Regions from separate parts of the Sus scrofa genome. Here region 2 is linked to region 1. Evidence: chromatin contacts called from public HiChIP or PLAC-seq data. All regions are on one chromosome and are shown on one strand. Each heading gives the region's core, a stretch centred on a gene start, on an enhancer-like site or on the middle of the called end of the contact. The rest is flanking DNA. Distances are from core to core; before and after follow the strand shown.

Region 1 (3,634 bases), core at 1,041-3,540:
CCCCTTGAATCCCCTGCAATAGATAACCACTGAAGTGACTTATTTGTAAAAGTGACCTCTCTTGTCTTGTCCATACTCTGCCTGTCTTATCTGATGACCCCTTGGAAATTGAAAGGCTCTTGGATTTATACCCTTAGAACTTCCTACAAGGCACTGGCAAGCAGGTATGTACTACCAGAGAAAAGGAATTGGCTCTTCAGGAACTAAGAGAAATAGAATAAATGGAGCTTTTCTGGCTTCACGTGCAATAACAAGATTTATTCACTTGCCTGTCACAGTGACATATGAACCTAATTACATTGTAATTCATGTCTGTCTTTCTTCAGCTACTCAATACCCTGCTGTCAATTATGTCAGGCTTAAAAAAAGCTGGACTCAAGAAAAATAAATGAGAAATGATAGCCAATAGCCCTGGTTCCTGGTCAGGCTACTGATTTTCTCTGCCCTCAAATGAGTTATCATGATGCTAGTAGATGTGGGGAAAATATTTATGGCATGGGGAGATGACTTTTTAGGCTTTTTCTGGATTCTTGAGTTTCTATTTTCTTCTTCGCTTAAAGAGTCATAAAGATCTCACAGATCAAAATTCAAACCTGACATGTTATGGGTGTTGACCCAGAAAAAATTCAATTTGGGAATTGTTTCATCAAAAAGCAAAAGCCTGCTGAAAATAGCAGAGGCCAGCCAGGAACATGGAGTGAGGCACTTACCACACGCTGGCCATGGTAGGTGATGGAAACATGAACCAGGACTGGGTTTTAGAAGATTTTCGGATATGGAGGAAAGGAAGAAAAGAAGGATTTGCTCAGAGGCTGAAAATCTGTAAAGGAAGAGTCACTGCCAAGTTATGCGTCAAATTGCTCTCTATAAATTTTGATTAAATGTCTTGTTACTGTATCCCAGAGAAATTCCAGGATTCATTTAAGCATCTTCTGTGCCTCCTCTCTCACAAGGAATTGCTTTCCTTAGGAGCAGGGAGGTAACCGGGTGTGGGGACTCTTTGAGGCTCTGCTTGCTCCCTGACACGGTGGTGACACTGTTCATGGAGCTCTCTTGGTAGGGGGAAGTGCATGTCATGGGGAAGCACCAGCTCTGCTAGGTCTCTGTACTTAAACTTTATTTTATTTTTTTCACATCAAACTTTTTTCATTATTATTATTTTTATTATGGTAATCTGTGACATTACTATTCTAATTGTTTTGAGGCACACAAACCATGCCCGTATTACTTTTTTTCCCTCTAAATGATTTTTATCTTTTCTATTAGAGCTGGTTTTCAGTGTTCTGTCAATTTTCTACAGTACAGTAAAGACAGCCAGTCACACATACATATATACATTCTTTTTCTCACATTATCTTTTTTTTTTTTTTTTTTTTTTTTTGTCTTTTGTCTTTTTAGGACTGCACCTGTGGCATAGGGAGATTCCCAGGCTAGACAGGGGTTGAATCAGAGCTGCAGCTGCTGGCCTACACCACAGCTACAGCAACGTGGGATCCAAGCCGCATCTGTGACCTACACCACAGCTCATGCCAATGCCAGATACTTAACCCACTGAGCAAGGCCAGGGGTTGAACATAAGTCCTCATGGATACTAGTGAGGTCATTAACCACTGAGCCACAATGGGAAGTCCTGTTTTGTCATTTTGATTTTTTTTTTAACTTTCTTAAACTAATAAGAATATTAAGGTTAGAAGTCCTACCCTGCATTCTCGATGGCATGAGTTGAAGTCTGGCTAATGGCAGGGCTAGAAAAGGAAGAAGGGAGGGAATGGGCATTGCATGTGGGGATCCAGCAGATGCAGGGCAGGGATGTGAGGTTTAAAGAATGGCAGTAACTGGGACTGCTTCACTCATTTTATATGTCTCGTTGAGCACTGGGCCAGGCATTGTTCTAAGGGTTACAGTGGTGACCAACCTAAAGTCCCCACCCCCAGAACTTTGGGGAGAAGATGTGATATAAACAAGTAAAGGAACATGATAATATCAGGTCAACACTATGCAGAGTCCAAGGGGCTGCTTTGAGCTTGGGGACTCAAGGAAGCCAGGAGATGCTTATCAAGTAGAGATTGAATGGCAAGGAACCAGTCACACCAAGAACACTGGGGAAAAGGAATGGGTAGGATAAAGGTCCCAAAGCAAGTAGGAGTTAGAGGAGAGAAAGAGGACGCTATGGGGACGCTATGGGGTGCTAGGAAATGCATCCTGTAGCCTCAGCTGACATTCAGACATGCTGCTCACATCTAAATGAAAAAGAGGGAAGTGTTTCTTAATGTTGCTTCAGGCTGAACTAAACTCACTTATTTCCTAGTCTCTCTGTGACAGCTATAGATGTGTATGAGATATTGGGTCTACCTAAATATTCATCGATACAGGTTCAGATCCAGATTCCAAACTCCTGCTTTGTCCTTCTTGCCATCGGCCTAGCTCCCCTTCCCCTGAACATGACCACCAATGATGCACGTTCCTAGAGCCATTGTCCACATGTCTATCAAGGGGCGCAAGCAGAGTCATGAGAAGATGGTAGCACGTGGACATGGTGGGGGTACGGAAATGTGGAGCCAAGTTCATTAACATCAGCCTCAGAAGCATAAATAACAGAGGAGAGAGTTTGTTCCTAAGACTGCTGCTGTCAGCAAGTTCCAAGAAACCCTGGTCATTGCTATAGCAACTGATTTCACATGCATCAGGAGAAATCATAACTATGAGTTCTCCCTGGAGACAAATCCAAACTGCCGGCAATTAGTGTCCCCATTTCCTCCAATGGTGCTGGCGCTGCCCTGATCTTTTCTAACTACTTTGGGTTGTTCCGTCTCCTGAGGCCTCCCACTCTTCTCCGTGAAGAGGATGGTGCCACCCTAGACGTCTAGGCCAGTTTTATGCTGTTATAAGTCTTCCAAAACCAAAAAACCTGGGGCATGGGTGGGTGGGAGGTCAGTGAGGGAGAAATCATGGTGTTGAGAGTTTAAAGTTGTGGGCTTGGGCACTAGCTCCGCCAGTTAGCTGTATGACCTGTGAAAGCAGTTTACTTAACCTCTCTCTCGGTACTTTTGTTTCCTCATCAGAAAAAGGGTACTGGGAGTTCCTGTTGTGGCTCAGCGGGTGGGGGAGCTGGTGTTGAGCCACAACAGGATCCCCTGTTCATAACCAGGTGGTTATAAACCCGACTGGTGTCACCGAGGATGCAGGTTCAATCCCTGGCCCCACTCAGTGGGTTGGGGATCCAGCATTGCCGTGAGCTGTGTTGTAGGTGGCAGACGCGGCTTGGATCTGGTGTGGGTGTGGCTGTGGCGTAGGCTGGTGGCTACAGCTCTGATTAGACCCCTAGCCTGGGAATTTCCATATGCCACAGGTGCAGCCCTAAAAAGACAAAAGACAAAATAATAATAATAATAATAATAATAATACAAAAAATAATAATACCTTTCTCATGAGATTAGCATGTAGAACAAAATAAAAAATGGGTGCGACACCAACTATAATGGAAAAAAAAAAATCATTTAAAAAATGGGTGCAAAAATACTTTAGAAGAACCATGCAATCTTTTCTTCATGTTAGGAGATAAACATCCAAATGATGACATCTATTAGAAAGCCTTCCCATAGTCTTTGGCTTACTTCTACCTGTATTACAGAAT
Region 2 (3,481 bases), core at 464-2,963, 120 kb before region 1:
ACCCACGGACTGAGGCCAGGGATCGAACCAGCGACCTCATGGTTATTAGTTGGATTTGTTTCCACTGAGCTACTATGGGAACTCCATAAAAAAGGTTATCATTACAATGGAAGCTCCAGACTTAAAAATTGTCACACTGACCCCATCCATTTATATCCACTCGAGACACGTCATATTAAATTTCAGGTGACAGTATTCTAAAAGCTAGTTGCTATATGCACAAGTAAAAGTTATGGTTAAAAGTTACACTCTGGGAGAAAGCAAGGCATAGTGGATAGGAATGAGGAATCTGGATTCAAATTCAAGCTTGCCACTCTCCAGCTATGTGACTTTCAATGTGTCTCTCCGTGCCCGTTTTCTCATCTTTAAAAGTACACAAAACTTCAAGGACTAAATAAGATAACATGTATAAATAATTTAGGAATGCACACATTACTAGCTCTTAGTAAGTTAATAATTATTACTACTGTGATCTCAGTAGTTACTCAAACACTCCGTTTTACTAATGTTTACTTACCACTAACATGTAATGCACAGCAGAAGGCATTCATGCAGAAATGAATAAAGCATTCATTTTTTTCTAAGCAGCTGGTTGGACATTGACCAAGAAATCCATTTCTTCTTTTTCTTTGGGCATTCAGCTAGACTACATTTCTTTGCACCCTTGCGGCGAAGTTCTAGGCAATGATTTGTGATGTCGTTCTCAAGCTAGGGTTTTTAAGAGGCAGGGTGTTATTTTCATTTGTTCATTGTTTGTTTTTGGCCACACCTGCCACGTGCTGACATTCCTTGGCCAGCGATCAAACCTGCATCATAGCTATAACCAGAACCACAGCAGTGACAAGGCTGAATCCTTAACCTGCTGAACCATGAGGGAACTCCCAAGAGGCAGAGGTTTTTTTGCCTTTTTTTTTTTTTTTTTTTAAGGGCTACACCCTCAGCATATGGAAGTTCCCAGGCTAGGGATTGAATTGGAGCTATGGCTGCCAGCCTACACCTCAGCCACAGCAACACCAAATCAGAGCCAAGTGCTTGACTTACACCACAGCTCCCGGCAACACCGGATCCTTAACCCTTTGAGCGAGGCCAGGGATCAAACTCACATCCTCATGGATACTAGTTGGGTTCGTTAACCGCTTAAGCCATGAAGGGAACTCCAAGAGGCAGAATTTTAAGAGGCAGTGTTTTATTGTTTTATTTTTTTATTATTTATTTATTTTTTTTGTCTTTTTACCTTTTTCTAGGGCCACACCCTCAGCATGTGGAAGTTCCCAGGCTAGGGGTCTAAGCTGCCGGCCTCCATCACAGCCACAGCAAATCAGGATAGGTCTGTGACCTACCCACAGCTCATGGCAACGCCTGATCCTCAACCCACTGAGCAAGGCCAGGGATCAAACCTGCAACCTCGTGGTTCCTAGTTGGATTCGTTAACCACTGAGCCACGACAGAAACTCCAAGAGGCAGGGTTTGAAAAACATTTTTTTAAAAATTATAGTTGATTGATAAAGTTCTGTCAATTTCTGCTGTACAGCAAAGTGACCCAGTTGTAGGGGTGTGTGTGTGTGTGTGTGTATGTATGTACACACACATTCTTTTTCTGGGAGGCAGGGTTCTTAAGTGCCCTTTTCATACTTGTTCCCCTTTTAGTGTCTTGAGCAGAAGATGACAAAGCCCTAGGAAATGACACAGTCAAAAAATGGATGGAGCCTGGGTTCCTGAATGGCCACGTAAGAGAGAGCTGCCAAACAGTATCTCCCTCACACTGAATTGTGGGAAGGAAATTTCTGTGGTCTTTGAGCCATTTATACTTTTTTGAGGGGCTGTTTGTTATAGCAGCTAGTGTTATCCAAATTAATATCCTCTTCTCTTCATTCTAACTGAGATGGAATGCATGGAAAAGATAAATACTTGCAATCAAATATGTTGTCTAGTTGGATTCAGATTTTTGGGAGACTAGAAAAATGGGATCCTTTTACATCTTGTTTGTTCACTGAAGCCAGACCCCTCCCTGATCCTTCTGGTCTCCCCATTGTATTTCACCCTGGGCAGTGTTTCTCTCCACCTTTTCCTCCATGTTTTCTTTGTTATTAGAGATTCCAGGCAGCAGTGTCCTCACTCAATCATGAATGGCTTCTGCTAGCAGTGCCGGCCCCTTTCGATATCTGGGTCATGCTTTGTGTGTCTTTCTGCATTACTGTGAGAAGGAGCTCTTCCTGACTCTTTGGTTCCTTTCCAAATGATCAGTTGGCAATTTGTACAATAAAAGGTTGGTCTTCCAACAGTCCATAAATAATGTGACTCACTCATCAAAGGAATTTCATAGTACACAAGGCACTTAACCAGTTTCATTTAATGCAAGGTTTTATTGTTATTTTTGGAAAATAATTATTTTTATTTTTGTTTTCTTTTTTTTAGAGTGGAGTTGATTTACAGTGTTGTGTCAGTTTCTGCTGTACAGCATAGTGATCCAGTCATACATACATATATATATATATGCATTCTTTTTCTCATGTTATCTTCCATCACGGTCTGTCCCAGTAGACTGGTTATAGTTTCCTGTACTATACAGCAAGACTTCATTGCTCATCCATTCTAAATGTAATAGTTTGCATCTACCAACCCCAAACCCGGAGTCCATCCCACTTCCTCCCCCCACTTCCCCTCCAGCAACCACAAGTCTGTTCTCTATGTCTGAGAGTCTGTTTCTATTTTGTAGATAGGATCATTTGTGTCATATTTTAGATTCCACATATAAGTGATATCATGTGGTATTTGTCTTTCTCTTTCTTTTTTCTTTTCTTTTCTTTTTTGTTTTGTCTTGTCTTTTTGCCATTTTCTTGGGCCACTCTTGCGGCATATGGAGGTTCCCAGGCTAGGGGTCTAATCGGAGCTGTAGCCCCCGGCCTGTGCCAGAGCCACAGCAACGCCAGATCCAAGCTGTGTCTGCGACCTACACCGCAGCTCATGGTAACACTGGATCGTTAATCCACTGAGCAGGGCCAGGGATCAAACCGAAACCTCATGGTTCCTAGTCGGATTTGTTAACCACTGCGCCACAACGGGAACTCCTGTCTTTCTCTTTCTTACTTCACTTAGTATGAGAGTCTTAGTTCCATCCATGTTGCTGCAAATCAGATTAATTTGTTCTTTTTTATGGGTGAGTTGTATTGCATTGCGTATATGTACCACATCTTAATCCATTTGTCTGTCAATGGACATTTAGGTTGTTTCCATGTCTTGGCTATTGTGAATTAGTACTGCAATGAACATAGGGATGCATGTATCTTTTTGAATGAAAGTTTTGTCTGGATATATGCTCAGGGGTGGGATCGCTGGATCATATGGTAGTTCTATATTTAGTTTTCTGAGGAACCTCCATATTGTTTTCCATAGTGGTTGTACCAATTTACATTTTCACTAACAGAGAAGGAAGGTACCCTTTTCTCCATACCCTCTCTGGCATTTGTTTTTTGAGACTTGT

What was found. HiChIP or PLAC-seq counts read pairs in DNA pulled down with a chosen protein or histone mark.
Region 2: a contact with region 1 is called in an H3K27ac HiChIP or PLAC-seq map of alveolar macrophages. The contact joins two enhancer-like sites. A contact is called at or near these places in 1 of 47 Hi-C or Micro-C datasets (embryonic fibroblasts) and 1 of 2 datasets of contacts at active chromatin or transcription factors (alveolar macrophages).

Annotation. Positions count from the first base shown.
Region 1 is chr6:105,901,562-105,905,195 of Sscrofa11.1, reverse strand. All of the region lies in intron 2 of COLEC12 (collectin-12), which reads right to left. Among named protein-coding and RNA genes, the nearest start is that of COLEC12, 95 kb to the right of the region's middle. Within about 2 kb of position 2,290, at least 7 of the 83 cell types and tissues checked have an H3K27ac peak or open chromatin away from gene starts, as enhancers often do. A contact at or near this core is called in alveolar macrophages, where this site is marked.
Region 2 is chr6:106,018,108-106,021,588 of Sscrofa11.1, reverse strand. All of the region lies in intron 1 of LOC110261178 (a long non-coding RNA gene), which reads left to right. Among named protein-coding and RNA genes, the nearest start is that of THOC1, 19 kb to the left of the region's middle. Within about 2 kb of position 1,713, at least 7 of the 83 cell types and tissues checked have an H3K27ac peak or open chromatin away from gene starts, as enhancers often do. A contact at or near this core is called in alveolar macrophages, where this site is marked.